3 separate regions of the Mus musculus genome follow, and all the other regions are linked to region 2. Evidence: chromatin contacts called from public HiCAR-type data. All regions are on one chromosome and are shown on one strand. The core of a region is the stretch at or near the end of the contact, and the rest is flanking DNA. Distances in the headings are between cores, read along the strand shown. Region 1 holds the start of Calca (calcitonin/calcitonin-related polypeptide, alpha). Region 2 overlaps Insc (INSC spindle orientation adaptor protein). Region 3 has its middle 36 kb from the start of Calca.

Region 1 (4,862 bases), core at 1,510-4,009, 180 kb before region 2:
GAGCTTAGTTGCCAAAATGGGATTGGTGGTTTGTCTCCAAGTCCTTGGCCACATCCCTTTTCTTGCCAGGTGCTTCAACCCCAATTGAAGTTTGGGGGAAGGTGTGAAACTTGTTGAGGTCTTGTGTGTACGTGCCCAGCATGCAGGTACTCAGATTCCCACACCGCTTAGATCTGGGGCTGTCCAAGCTGCAGGGAAAAGACATGCGAGGCAGTGCCATGCACCAGGGCTGACCCTGTGGGCAGTCTGCAGGTTAAATCAGTCACAGGATTAGAAGCTGGGACGGGGCTGGTAGGAGGTTGGTTCACACATACACTATCGGGAAGGCTTGGGGTGTGGTAGGCCAGAAGAATGTGGGGAAGGGCAGAGGAGAAGGGTGACTTTTCTGACATTCCATGTGCTCTTTAATCTTTCATGCTTGGCAGGGTGTTTCTCGGGATGGTTGTAGGGTAACACATGCTTTTCCTTGGGTAATGCAGGAGCCAGACCAGGGTTGGTCTGTTTCTAAGCTGGGGGCACACAGGCAGGCAAGGATAGGGAGGGGTGCTCTCCTTGGCCCTGTGGCCACAATGCCATCTCTGCAGACTTTAGGCTTTACCAGTCTTCGCTCATACTATTGCAGGAAGTCTCCCCAATGTTAGCAGACTGATTTCTACAGTTATTCCTAGCCTTCTCTTAAGTGCTTTCAGAAATAAATTTTTTTAAGTGTGATTTAACTACAGTCTCACCCGATGACTTCTGTCTTCTTTCAGCCTGAGAGTAGCTGAGCCTCGTGTCCTGCTAAACAGCAGCCAGGCGGACAGTGCGCTCTCTCCTACCTTCTGGATTCCGCCTTCCTGTGGATGGGCTAGGCAGGGTAAGGGGCCTTACCTAGAGCCCTCAGCCTCCTGCTCTTCCTCCTGCTCCAGCTCCCTGGCTTTCATCTGCATATAGTCCTGCACCAGTGCAGCCAGCAGGCGAACTTCTTCTTCACTGAGAGTGGCCATGCCTGGGCTGCTTTCCAAGATTGACCTGTGGAGAGGAAGCAAGTCTAGCACCGTCTCTGATTCCCTGCCTGCCGCTTACACTAGAGGCTTGAGTCAGCGTCCTCATAAGTTTAGGAATTTTGCAAGTTAAATGATAAGTGCAGGCAAATTGAATGACAAAATAATTACTGTTGAATCTGAATTGGGGGCTCATTTTAATAAATACAGTTTGTAAAGTAGATGAGAAATAGATTAACAGATTATAAATTAGAGTCAGTAATATTTATTGGCAAGTTAGCAGATTAGAGTAAAATTCATGTCTCATAAGGAATGAATTGAACAAAAAGGTTTAACTCTTGATACTAAATATGGGGGGGAAGTGGTGAAAGCATTTTGTTAGTTAAAGGGCTACTTGAAATTTAAGCTTATAGTGAACTTACATGTGTGTCTATGTACATGTATATATTTTTCCACCAGATAGTTGGGTTTTAAACATTCGGTACTCTGTGGTTAACAGGAAGTTGGCCAGTCCCAGGACACTAGGACTCCTGTCTTTACACGTACCTCAAAGGCACTGCCTGGAGGCTGCATGCCTGGTACAGGAGCAAGATGCTGACAACCAGGAAAGGGGAGAACTTCAGGAAGCCCATGATGCCTTCCTGCAAGAGAAGAATGTCTATTTATTCATTTGTTTATTTATATCAGTTCAAGGTTCTATAAGCCCATGGACCTGGCTTTCTGTGTGCTTATGCCTGTGACTCCCCGACATTTTGGCTTCATACTGATAACCACATTTCTCATCATCTTTGTTCCCTCATTGTCCAGTGTGCATGTAGCCTATACGGTTTGGAAAGAATCTTAGCCCTAAAGATGGAGGAGGGGGAGGGTGCGGGGGGTCGGGGGTGGTGGTGGTGGTGGTGGTGGTGGTGGTAAAGGAGTGGTGGTGGTGAGATCAGTCTCAAGGATTCTACGAATCCCAGGTGTCTCCTGTCTCTACATCTGTCTCCACAGGGAAGTGTAGAGTTGTCTTCTCTTTGTGAGTTTTTTTACAGACACCTAAGAATGTGAGAAAGAAAGTCTATGGAGAGGGAATCTTTCTGCCTTGAAATCTGAGAAACTGACGGCTGCACTGCTCAGCTGCTCCACCCTCTGGCAACTCAGTTGCCTACAAGAACCAATCTAAAGTTGAGGTGGAAAACACTTCTCTGTTAATCCCAGGGTCCCAAATCGGGGTTTGCAATTGCGGCAACTGACTCTTGTTCGCTACATATTGGCCCTAGGCTCGGACTCAGGACCAATTTCTCAGGAAACGAGAATACTGAAAGCACCATCTAAGAAGAGCTACGCCCGACTGCGCGCGTGAAGCCTAGGAGCTCAGCGTCCCAAGATTGGTGGATCAGGTGTACAGAGAGAGAGAAACGTGAGACTGGAGCCTGCGCTCCAGCGAAACTGAAGGAAGGCTCTGCGGACCAGTTCTGTAGGGACCTATCTGGATCGGGATCTAACACGAACCACGCTAGGACTAATGACTAACGGGGACTGGGATTGTCAGGAAAGACAAACCAAGGACTAACAGCGAGAGCGGGAGAGAAGAGGGAGAGGAAGAGAAAAGTAGAACTACACACCTGAACAGGAATTTTAGGGCTCACCTGGTGAGCGGTGCCTTGGAGCTGAGCCTGCGGGGATCCTGATGGAGCCAGGCAGTGCTTGCGAAGCGGTGACTCTTGATCCTGGCAGTGGCTCCTGTGCCTCCCAGCGCCTGCAGCTGCTCTTATTCCCGCCGTGGTGAGTCGGGAGGGGTCTCGGGGCTCCAGGCAGCCAATAGGTGGAAGGGCCCCATGCCCCAGACAGATTGCGTCACCTCTGTGCTTCCAGAACTCAGAGCATCTAGCAAGATGACACCATTTGAATTTAAATTGAGGTCATTGGTGGAAGTGGGGGAGATGATACGGATCAGTGAGAGCCACCCTTAAAATTAGCGGGAATTTGGAGGGCCTTTTGACATCAAGATAAATTTCATCTCTTCTTTCCTTCTTGACTTTGAATATTCCTGACTCCAATCTCAGAATCTTGGAGAGTAGAGTCCAGTATCTCAAGCACTCCTTGCTGCATGTCTGATTCTAATCGTACCCCCACCCCCACCTAAGTCCGTGCCTAATCTAGAATAGTTTAGTGCACCTGAGGGATGAATTCTTGATCTGCAAGGCTAGTTCTGGCAGCGTGGCACACAGGTTTAGGCAGATAGTCAGAGGTGTTGGTACTGCACACAAGGACTCAGTTAGACCCGAGGCTTGTGGCAGCTGCCTCATTTGGGGTTATGTGGCCACAGGTAAAATGAAAAATGAAAAAAAAAATCCTCAAAAATCTGACACCCCCCAAAAGACCCCCAAAGCCTGCATGAAACCTCAACATATTAAACTTTTCAGTGGGTATCATAGTCCCCCTTTGAAGGGCCTGCTTGTAGAAAGAAACCTTGGTGTTTTCTGGGCTATAAAATCTCTCTTTCTCCAGTGTGAATCATCTGTATTCAGCTTGGCATTCCTAATGCGCTGGATAACACACTCACATGTGTGAGAAGGGGTTGTATTTAGCTGGGTCCTGCTTGGGGTAGGGGGTACGAAGGGGTAGTGGGGAAAGTACAAAGAAGAACCAGATGCCTCCAAAGTCTCCATTGTAGATCTTTTTCTCCTCCTGCCTGGCTATCTATCACTTCTCATTAGGCTGCCTGCCTGCCTAAGGATTTGCACAGCTGTCCTTTTGCTTCCTGCTGCTGTTTGCCAAGATGTTCCAGTTGTATTTGATCCGGGGGTGGAGTGGGAGGCCCTCTCACCCCCACCCTTAGATCCCTGAGCTGAAGAGCTAAAGAGCAGGCAGGCTTGACAGTGCTGCGGAGATGCTGCCCATCCTAAACCTCACACTTGCTCCCAGTCACACTTCTCCTGGCACAGAGACTCTCCGCTCTTTCCAAAAAGGCATCCTCTCCAGAAAGCACAGCCACTCAGCAGTCTCTGTGGCCCACAGAAGCATCCTTAGTGGTTCTCAAATTGTCTGAAGCCTGCCTTCACGTCCCTCCTGCAGTCCATGCCACATTCCCACAGGATGTTTGCTCTTGGATCTCCATCTCACATCAGATTAGTTTGACTTGATCCCTCTCACAACCACTCCCCTGATTTGGACACTCATTTTGTCTGAGCAGTGAGCTCCAGGAACACCGACAAGGGTGGAGGTCCTAACTGGGGCATTTGCTGTCTGGGGACAAAGAAGCTTCATGTTTCTGCAGTTGGTGAGGTCTGAGTGTGCGGTGCTACATGCAGCAGCCAGTCCAGACCTAGCCAGTGTGTTGAACACATTGGAGAATCTGGGGACCATGGGGGGGGGGACACCCAAGCAAGCTTCATATTTCTCTAAACAGAGCAGAAATTAGCTTCCAAGAAGACTTGAATGGCATGAGCCATGGAACCCGAGTTGTCGGTCCTACCAACATCCCAGATGTGTCCCTCAAAGCAGAATGATGGAACACTTAACTTCTAGGATGCCATCAATGACTTTCCAGCTTAACTTCTGGGGCATCTCAGAAGTTTTAAGGTATAAAAATGTGAGGAAAGGAGTGCCAGGAATCCCTCTCCACAGGGTCTGCTCTCAGAGCAGCAACAAGACCCATCCAGGGCTGGGAGAATGGGCTTGGCCAGGCAGTGCCAGGCTGGAAACCAGAGCTGGAAGAATTTTATCGCCACTGGATTTAGGATTCCCAGGCACAGGAATCCCTGGAGGCAGACACCCAGAAGTGGCCTTCCTGGGCTTCCAGCAGTTTAGTTCTGAGACCTGGACTAAATTTTCGTGAGCAATTATGAGACAAGTTGGAGACAAGTTGGCGAGGGCTGAGATGACAGTGGTGAG
Region 2 (4,510 bases), core at 484-2,983:
ATGCAAAGGACACTGTGGCTGGTCATTGATCTGTGGTACTTTGTGTCTCTAAGGAGCTCCATGCTCAGTGAATTAGGGGAGCCCAGAGAGATGGTAGTGTTCTCAGGACCACATTTGGGAGACCCAGATCCCAGAATGGAGTGAGAGCAGACACTCCCAACTCCCAAGGTTGACAGATCAGAGCTGCTCTCCTGACACCACAGACTGGCATTGTTAAGAACTGCATGGTTTGTGGAGGAAGAAAGAGTCCCAAGGAGATAGTTACTTCCCTCTGACTTTTGGCATCTTCTGTGCAATGAAATGGTTACCTCTCCTGGTGGAGGGTAGCAATACGCTGAGTCTCCAGTTGGAATCTGTGCATGGGACATATGCTGCCTATGTCTATCTTGTTTGTCTTACATGGTGGTCAAGAGAGACTCTGCATTGTCCCCCAAAGAGACTGGGGGCCAAGGATTTTGCAACAGCCACAGAAGAGTTCCAGGTGTGACTAAAGTAAGGGCCAGGTACTGCTGGCTCAAAGAATGGGACCAAGGATCAGGACTAGTGCTAACTGAACATATGGTTCAGATGAGGAGCTGGGTACCTGCAGAACAGAAAGGCACAGGTCTACGACTGTAAGAGGTTAGGAACTTTCCAAGCCCAGTGCTCAGCCAACTTTAGCCAGCTCTCAAGACAGTTCTAGAAATTTCCCTTTAGCCTTAGACAAGAGAAAGTCTCACTTCCCGAAGAACATTCTTTTGTTTCTACCCAATCACCCCCCCCCCTTTTGTGGGGAAATAAGGAGTTAGTTTACTTTGTCCTGGAGCCAAAGGGAGAGTTTAATGAAAATCGATAAAGAAATTAAGGATGATCAGGGGAGAGCAGAAGAGCTTAATTTCAAGTCCAAGGAAAAAGTCTCTGAGGTGTGGGTGGACGTGGGAAGGGAAACTGCGGCTTACATCACACGCCAGCTCACCTTTCACGCTCTGGGGTGCATGGAAAATAGAGACAGGGAGGTCTAGGCAAAGACCCTGGGCAGGAGGAAGTGGGCTCGGTGGTGGTAGCGGTGGGGAGGGCTCCATTGCCTGCTTACTAGAAGTCTCTCCCCACTGTGCTCTGCTCGGTGGTCATGAGTCAGAAATAGTACATTTAAAAGAAATTAAGCAGTTTCTCCCATCCTGTTGCCCTTTTGAATCTCACAGTTGTTATTCAAGTGAGGCAGGGAGTGGTGGCTACCTCCATTCCGATTTACAAAAGTTCAAGTAAGACTGACAAAGGTAGACAACAGGAAGCACAGGGCCAAAGTGGGAGCCCCGTGCTTGTCCTCTCTGTCCTCTCTCGTCCACTTAGATCCCTTCTCCCCTCCACGATTCAAAAGCAGCAGTAGTGGCCACAGTGTGCGGCCCTAGCACAAGGCAGCCAGCACAAGGCAGCCAGCGACTTACTTTGCTAGATCCAGTCCTGATAGTTACGTGAGGCTGTGTGGGGAGAGGGGCCTCTGGATGATTTGACCCACAGACCCTTCTTTTCTCAGGAGAAGCTCTTGATTAAGAGACGGGCTACTCTGAAAACAGACCCCCCAGATCCTGCCCTCTCCTCTCTGGGACTCAAGTCTTGCTTCCACCCTGTAACTGACAATGAATTCAGCTGCCCTGGGAACAGGCTGGGACTGAACCCAGCGTCTCAGAGCCACAGTCAGCTCTGACTGGAGCATGGCAGAGAAGGGGAAAACCTTGACCCAGTCTTCTCTGAAGAGTGTGACTCATTCCTTTCCCTTACAGTCTAACTTCAGTCTGTCTCCTGGGTAGGAGCAGAGAGGATTAAGGCTTGAAAGGGTGGAATCAAACCCCCACCCCACCCCCATTCCCATCCCGTGTACTTTCCCTCTGCTTTTACTAGGATATCACTGACATGGTGGGCCAGTACTGACCAGAGTGCCAGCTGGGAGCTGCAGCTTTCCTGCCAATCGGTTCCAACCTGAATTTGAAGCTTTGGAGCTGCAAGGCAGTCTGGATACCTAAGTGATTCACACTGGGGCTCTGTGGGACACCATGTGCTGTGCAACAGCGGCCCCTGGTGGACAAGAGCTCTACTGGCAGCCCTGCCAGGCCGCGAGGCAGCATTTTCCTGGAAGTGCTGTGGCTACTGGGCTACGGGCCCCACCATCAGCAGTTAGGACCAGAAAATATATCCTGAGACATACAAGGAGGGAGGGGGAATGGTTAAAATTCAAGACAACCAACGTTTCTTACAGGAATATGATCCTCTAGGTGAAAGATGCAGACAGATCTTGCAATCTACTGTACCCCTAGCCCCTAATCCTGAGGCTTCCCCAAAGGATCAGCTATGTATCTTTTACAGTTAATTAATTAATCATGTGTTATAGAGTGACCATGCACACGTGCCACGGTGCTCATGTGGAGGTCAAAGGACAGCTAGTCATCTTTCCTTCCATCCTGTGGGTAGAGGGGATTCAGCCCAGGCATCAGGCTTGGCCTCTGACTCTGCGCAATGTTTGTTGGGCAGAACACTCCTGTCTCCCAGGTCATGACTGAGCATGCTCCCTGCCACTCATCACCCTTTGGCGTGGGGGGTGGGGGGCTGGAGATGCTGTCACCCTTTGGCTTGCCAAGGAAATGGCTTGCATTTCTTTGCACAGACACAGACACACATACAGACACACACACAGACACACACACACAGACACACAGACACAGACTCAGACACACACACACACACACACACACACACACACACACACACACAAACACACACACACTCCTACCACCAGCCATGGGGCTGACGTGAGGTATAGCCTCTGCCAGCAGTTTCAGGGTCCTGTGTGAAGTGAAGGCAGCAGATGGAGGAGTGGGGCGGGTCCTTCAGCAAGGAAAGAATGGCTAACATATTTGAATATATTTCTGTGGGATATGAGCTAAGTCCCATTACACTCTAGGGCCTCATGCATTGTGCCAGATTCTCCTTTCTCTCTCCCTCTTCAGACTCGAATCATTGCATCTCCAAGCAGACAGAGGAACTGGTGGTCCAGGATGCATAGCCAGTGTGAGACAGATGAGATAAAGAGCAAGCAGTCAAGGCTGGGGATGCTTCCTGGGTAGAGGCTGCCACGCTGGCATTAGCACGGATGCCTGTTCTCTCGTGGCTAGTGGCTCTCTAAGGAACCAGAGGATGTTTCCCAATAGCATTTAGTAAGTTTTCTGGTAGCATGTGGAGTATGAATGGATTTTGTAAGACACAATGTGAAGTAGGAAAACGAGATGGTGCTGAGCTCTCTCGGCTGGGAACTCTGGTACCTGTCCCCTGGGTGTGTCTGTCCCCTGGGTGTGCGCGGATGCTTCCCGAGAAGCCATTGGAGCAGAACTTGCAGCCTTTTGACCCGGTGCCCTGCTTTGGAACGCTCCCTTCCTTCTCTGTGTGGGGGCAACCAGGGCTGAGAAGACTCTGGTCTGTGGATAAAATGTTACTTAGTGTGCATTTCTTCCAAAGGACTCAGGAAACACGGAAAATTCTCTGTGAAGATGATGCTAGTTCTGTGGTGAAGAGAGGCTGTACCTTAGGGGACATTACAAAGGGGAATTGACTGGGGGCGGAGGTGATGCTTCTGGCACACACAGCAATGTGATGCTGGGCTACCCTTTGGCTTTTGAGTGGAGAAGCGTCACTGGGAGCAGGGGACACAGGGCTTCTGGCAGCAAAAGGAAATGGGAGACTGTGAACATCTGTGAGCATCAGTGCAGATTGGGATGGAACTGAACCAGAAGCGTGCCCTTCCTTGGACATTCTGGTACTGACCGTGTAGAGCAAGTGATGGCGGGCCTGTTGATTGCCCACAGAGAGGGAAGGGCTGTGAGAAAAAAGATGAGGCTTACGGGGAAAGGGAGACAGACGGACAGAAAGACCTGTGGAGATGATGAGCGTGTTCAATTTTCAGAGCTGGGCTGGGGCCTCTTCTTAGATCAGTTCAGAAGCACAGATGAACATGTTTGTAGATTTACGAGACAGTCTCCTGCCTCTGACTTACTCAGGCACAAATTCATCTTTTATGATGATTTTGAAGTTTGTTTCTCTGATGAGTAACGATTCAGAGAACTGTTTCATATCCTTGCTGTCCATTTGGTTGTCTTGTGTTTTTTTTTTTTTTTTTGAAACGACAGTCTGAGATGTTTTCTCATTTAAAAACATCGGATCGTTTGTCTTGACTTATTGATTTATAAATTTTAAAATGTATTCTAGACACAAATCCCTTTTCAGATAGAGATGGCGAGAATAAATGTTGTCAGCCTGTGGTTTGCTTTATCTTTCTCTTAATGTTGTCATTTGATAAATAGAAAGTCTTGATTTTGTTAAGGTCCTATTTATTGATCTTCCTTTTTATAGTGAGTGCTGCTTCTGTCTATTTAAGAAATCCTTGCTTTCTCCAGAATGCTCAGGACATTCTCCTGTATTTTGTTTGACACTGTCCTTGTTTTGTTTCTGTTCTTGTGATAAAATATCTTGACAGAAAGCAGCT
Region 3 (5,050 bases), core at 386-2,885, 150 kb before region 2:
ATGGGATTGGAAAGGAGGAATGAGCATTTTTCCGAGCCTGAACTCCTTCAGGATAAGTAGTAGGCACACTCGAAAAGAAGTGCAGCTTCAAAGGGGATTGCAACCCCATAGGAAGAACAACAGTATCAACTAATTGGACCCCCCAGAGATCCCAGGGACTAAGCCACCAAACAAATTGCATACACGAGCTGGCCCATGGTCCCCACTACATATGTAGCAGAGGATGGCTTTGCCTGGCCTCAGGGGGAGGGGATGTGCTTGGACCTGTGGAGGCTTGATGCTCCAGAGAAGGGGGATTCTAGAGGGAGGAAGTGGGAGTGGGTGGGTAGGTGGGGGAGCACCCTCTTAGAGTCAAAGGGGAAGGGAGATGGGGGGCTTGTGGAGGGAGAACCAGGAAGGGAGACAACATTTGAAATGTAAGTAAATAAAATAATTAATTAAAAATAAAAAGTGCAGCTTCCTAGACCAACCAGAGAGGTCAGTATTGGAAAATAAAGCCAGAAAGTGCCTTTTTTGCTGGGAGTCCCAGGTGATTCTTAACAGGAGTATAGCTGGAGGGTGGCAGGACTAGAAAGACAGTAAGAAGTAGCTTGAGCTGTTTTGGGGTTACAAACGTAGAATCACCGTGGGGCAGCAGGAAGTAGGTGTCTGCTGCAGTATCAGGGGGACAATTGTTGCCAGGCAACAATTCCTTAGCAAATGCTACAACTACAGCAGGGAGTTCTTCTGCTTCACTGAGAACTTGCTCTCAAAAGGAGCTTGTTTACAATAATGAGGCATGAAGCTAGGGATGGGAAGAAACCAAAGCAAAAGGCAGATTCAGCTAAAGTGCAGCCTGAGCTGCGCCCCCGCTCAGCAGTGTGAATAGCAGCTACCTTTCTTGGCCTTGAGGCAAGGGTACTAGCCTTTATACCCTATATTGATCAGTCCATAGCTGAGGGTTCCCAGTGAGAAATAGTTCTGTGGAGAAGGGTGTGCCGGTGAGGGAAATGAGACAAGACACGAAAGGTGTGTCCTCCTGAGGATGGGAGAAGAAATGGCTGATGGAGGCCAACCCTCTGCTCTAGGAGAGAACCTCTCCATGGTACATTTCTCTAGGGCACTCTGCAGGACCACACTGAGGCTACTACCTAGCTGAGACATAATTACTTAGCTTTCTGCTTCTTCTTTCTGTTATGACTGTATTCATTGCACAAAACAGTAGGTTTCATATGACAAGTTCATGTGTGTTCATAGTCATTGTTCAAGTTCATTGCTCATAGTTGCCCAGCACTGCAACCTTTTGGATTCCAAGCCCTGCTGGCCTTCTTCTTTTTCCAAATAGTGCCCCATTCTCTTTCATTTCTTCCCTTCCTGTCCATCACTCATGCAGTATTTTGTTAGAGGAGAGACGCTGTTCTTCTAACTTTGCTTTCTTGCCTTGCCCCATGTCCTCACACCCTTTTGCTTAGGGGAGTAACTTCCCCAATGTCATAGTTTAGATCTTAAGTGCGTCCCCTGCTGCCTTACTCGGTGTTAAAACCTGGTCTCCAGCCTGTGTGCTGCTGGGCAGTGGAACCTAGTTAGAGGATCCTTGTAGCACCTCTTGAAAGGGAGAGGTCTGTGGTCCTTCCTGTCGTGCCTATGTTTTGCTTTTGGGCCACCATGAGGTGAATAGTTCTGTCACTGCCTGCTCCCTGCCCAGATGTACTTCCTTACCACAGACTTCAAAACAACCAAACTGACCACAGACTGAAGTTCTGAAACTGGGAGCTGAAGGTAAGTCTTTCTTCATAACTTGGTCAATACTTGGGTATTTTGTGATGCTGATGTAAAGCTAGCACACCTATAACCCCCCTGCCTCAGTTTCTAACTCTAGACATCCTGACTTAAATCAAGGGAAGGGAGGAGACAATACTGAATTCCACCTTTTCTTAATTTGGTTTAGGGGATAAGAAGATGTCAGGTTTGTTTTGTTCTCTTGTCTTGTGAGAGACATACATTTAGTATTTCTAAGACCCATAGGAAACAGAAAGAAAACTGGAGCAATGCAGTTCAAGATACACAGGCAGGGAGGTGAGCAGCCTGCTCAGGCTCACTGCTCTGTAAAATCTCTGGGCTACCCTGTTCTAGCTAGGGAATCTCACAGGTGGGTGAGTCAGCTTCTCCACTGGGTTTCCTGTTCCTCTTCTCGGTGCCAGTCCCCACAGTGTCTGTTCACCATGGTGGAAGTGATGCTGTAAAGATGCAGAGCACATCACACTGCTTTCTATTTTAAAAGTTTGGTTCACTTTCTGTTTGATTTTTCCATAATACTGATCAGCAACTGACAATCTGTGTATCTTTCTTTGCTTTCTCTAGAATTCACAATGATCAAAATCATGTGTGCCTTGTTTGCTGAAATGTATACCCAGCACCTTGGTTCATGTTTGGCCCATGCTAAGTGCTTAGTAAGTGCACTGGTTGCAGCACATTTTAAGTAAATATAAGAAATATATAAGTGGCCGGGCAGTGGTGGCGCATGCCTATAACCTCAGCAATTGGGAGGCAGAGGCTGTTGGATTTCTGAGTTCGAGGACAGCCTGGTCTACAGAGTGAGTTCCAGGACAGCCAGGGCTACACAGAGAAATCCTGTCTCGAAACAAACAAACAAACAAACAAACGAAACAAAACAAACAAACAAACAAACAAACAAAACCAACAAAAAAACCAAAAACCCCAACCCCTGTGTATATATATATATGTATATATACATATATATATATATACACACACACATATATACCTATATATATACACACATATATACATATACATATACATATACATATACATATACATATACATATACATATACATATACATATACATATACATATACATATATACACACACATATATATGAATATGTAAGTAAATATAAGAAGGGAAAAATAGCTTGAAGGCACTATTTTGAACTCTGTAGAAACGTATGGATGGATACCTCAGTAAAAATATGGACAGAGAATGATGCTTACAGAGCATATGCAGAGGTTGTTGACAAACTGATTTCATTTTGGAAAACAGTGCTTTCAGGTGCTGGGTGGAAAATGCTGGACCAGTGGATATTGATTAGTACTGCTTCACACTCAAGTTCCTGTTATTACGTAAGCTTGAGAAACTGTAAATCTAATTCTTCTTGGAAATTCATGATGATGAGGATTTATAAAGATTGATAATTTTAAAGGAGAATTTAATATCAATTTTGCTTGTAGAAAAGTGAACATTTGTGCAGAGTATTTTTTCCTTCACTGTATAAGCATGTTCTGTATAACATTAGTTTATGGATCTCGAGTCTTCTGATGTGGATCAGTTCTTGTCCTTGGTGATAGCATGCTAAATGCATTTGCTCTTAGTTAGTGGCAGCAGTGAAGAGGTAGTGCAGGGAGGTGGCTTCTTGGAGTGCCAAAGCAGGGGATTAAAACAGCTTTAGTTAGTCAGGGTAGACTTGTTGTATTCTTCTGCTGAGTAGATGTGCCCTCTAGTGGAAACGGAGAGAAAAATGCCCTTCTTGCTACTGAGAACCACTTGTGGGCATTTAATTTTCAATTCTTATGTATTAAATAGAATGAAAATTTCTATTTCTCAGTTATCTCAACAACATTTCAGGTGTCTGGTAGCTGCATGTAGCTAGTGCCTAGTGTTCTGGAGAGCACAGCTACAAAGACTCTCTGTTGATGAACAGCATTCTTATACAGGTGTGCCATTGACCGAGTCAACTCACTGGCAGGCCTTATACATTTCATCATAGTCATCAAAAATTTCAAAACTCCTAAGATATATAGCATCATTCCTTTTTCCAGGAATATGTTATTAACTTTGGCTATGCTTTCGGCTGTGGTTTGAGTCTGCCCACGAAGAGTTCAGTTATGAGCAGTGTGATCCTCAGAACATCAATGTCAGGAGATGGTAGGACTTTCAGGAGGTGGGCTTGAATGGGAAGCAATTGGGTCATTTGAGGAGTTTGAATTCGGTGTCACAGGAAGCTATTATTAAAACAGCAAGACAAGCCCTCCTTGGTTTCTGTCTTCCTTGTACTATCAGCATCTCACCCTGATGTGCTTCTATCTCTGTGATGATATCTATCCTAGGCTTCTCTCCAGAGGCTGAGTTAATGAGGTAACTCCATTTAGGACCTTCACCCTTCCTTACCATAAGGCAAACTAAATCATTGTTTATAAAATTCCCCGCCTGCAGTATTTTCTTATGCCAACTGGGAGCAGACCAATATAACTCCAATTTTTCTTCTCTTAAAATATGTTTTAAGAAGTAGTTAGTTTAAAAAACAAACTCCTATTTGTACAGTTTAAATAACTAGACATGTTAAACTAAATGTAGTTTTCTTCTAGCATAAAAAGGCATATCATTTTTATTTTTTATATTATTTTGTTAATAGAAAATTATTCTATACCTGTGATGGTTAATATTCTCAGTTGGAGAGACCTTAGAATTGTCTGGGAAACAAGGCATTGAAGGTTAATTTAGGTTAGTCTCCAGGCATGCCCCGGAAGGATTATCTTTATTAGGTTAAGGTGAGAAGACTCATTCTAAAAGTGAGTGGGCTTGGGCTTGGGTCAAGGTCATCATAAGAGGGAGAAGCAGGCTGAGCAGGAATGTTCATCTCCCTCTGCTTCATGACTGTGGAGGTGATGTGACCGACCGCGTAAGGCTCCAGCTGTTGGGGTGTTCCCCGCCATGATGGACGTTGCCCCCAAACTATGGACCAAATAAATGGTTTCTTCCCAAATTGCTTTTGTATAGATGGTTGCCATAGCAACAAGAAAAGTGACTAATGTAACACCTAAACAAGACAGAACAAGTATTTGAAGTCTTGGCTTAGAGCAGTGTGTTTGTTTGTAGATATTGTGTCTTTATCTCCTTCTCCAGGGCTTCCAGCTTCCTCAGTGATAGCAAGGAGTAGAAAAATTACTTCGGCTTCAAACTTTTGCTATTTCTGGGAATCTAAGTTGTTCACTAAAGCAATTTGGAGTGTTTTATCTTGTCTAATCTGTGTTACTTTTTCTGGATCAAA

What was found. HiCAR-type assays count read pairs that join an accessible place to other places.
Region 1: a HiCAR-type map of embryonic stem cells shows a contact between it and region 2, with 2.7 times the contacts expected there. The contact joins the promoter of Calca here to the enhancer-like site in region 2. A contact is called at or near these places in 9 of 39 promoter capture datasets (the 3T3-L1 cell line, cranial neural crest, embryonic stem cells and 5 more), 21 of 484 Hi-C or Micro-C datasets (the HL-1 cell line, Sertoli cells, Th1 cells and 10 more), 5 of 115 datasets of contacts at active chromatin or transcription factors (all in embryonic stem cells) and 3 of 9 other capture datasets (adipose tissue, embryonic stem cells and pancreatic islet).
Region 3: a HiCAR-type map of Th17 cells shows a contact between it and region 2, with 4 times the contacts expected there. The contact joins two enhancer-like sites. A contact is called at or near these places in 1 of 39 promoter capture datasets (hippocampal neurons), 13 of 484 Hi-C or Micro-C datasets (the HL-1 cell line, cerebellar granule neurons, cerebral cortex and 6 more) and 4 of 115 datasets of contacts at active chromatin or transcription factors (Th17 cells, double positive thymocytes and embryonic stem cells).

The regions. Positions count from the first base shown.
Region 1 is chr7:114,633,598-114,638,459 of GRCm38.p6, forward strand. Calca (calcitonin/calcitonin-related polypeptide, alpha) reads right to left here and starts at 2,760. Exons shown (of 5, transcript NM_001033954.3): 1 at 2,615-2,760; 2 at 1,530-1,624; 3 at 871-1,011. The coding sequence starts at 1,615.
Region 2 is chr7:114,815,683-114,820,192 of GRCm38.p6, forward strand. All of the region lies in intron 7 of Insc (INSC spindle orientation adaptor protein), which reads left to right. Among named protein-coding and RNA genes, the nearest start is that of Gm24982, 15 kb to the right of the region's middle. Within about 2 kb of position 1,734, at least 46 of the 459 cell types and tissues checked have an H3K27ac peak or open chromatin away from gene starts, as enhancers often do. A contact at or near this core is called in Th1 cells, Th17 cells, cerebral cortex and 1 more, where this site is marked.
Region 3 is chr7:114,669,441-114,674,490 of GRCm38.p6, forward strand. No RefSeq gene overlaps it. Among named protein-coding and RNA genes, the nearest start is that of Calca, 36 kb to the left of the region's middle. Within about 2 kb of position 1,636, at least 17 of the 459 cell types and tissues checked have an H3K27ac peak or open chromatin away from gene starts, as enhancers often do. A contact at or near this core is called in Th17 cells, where this site is marked.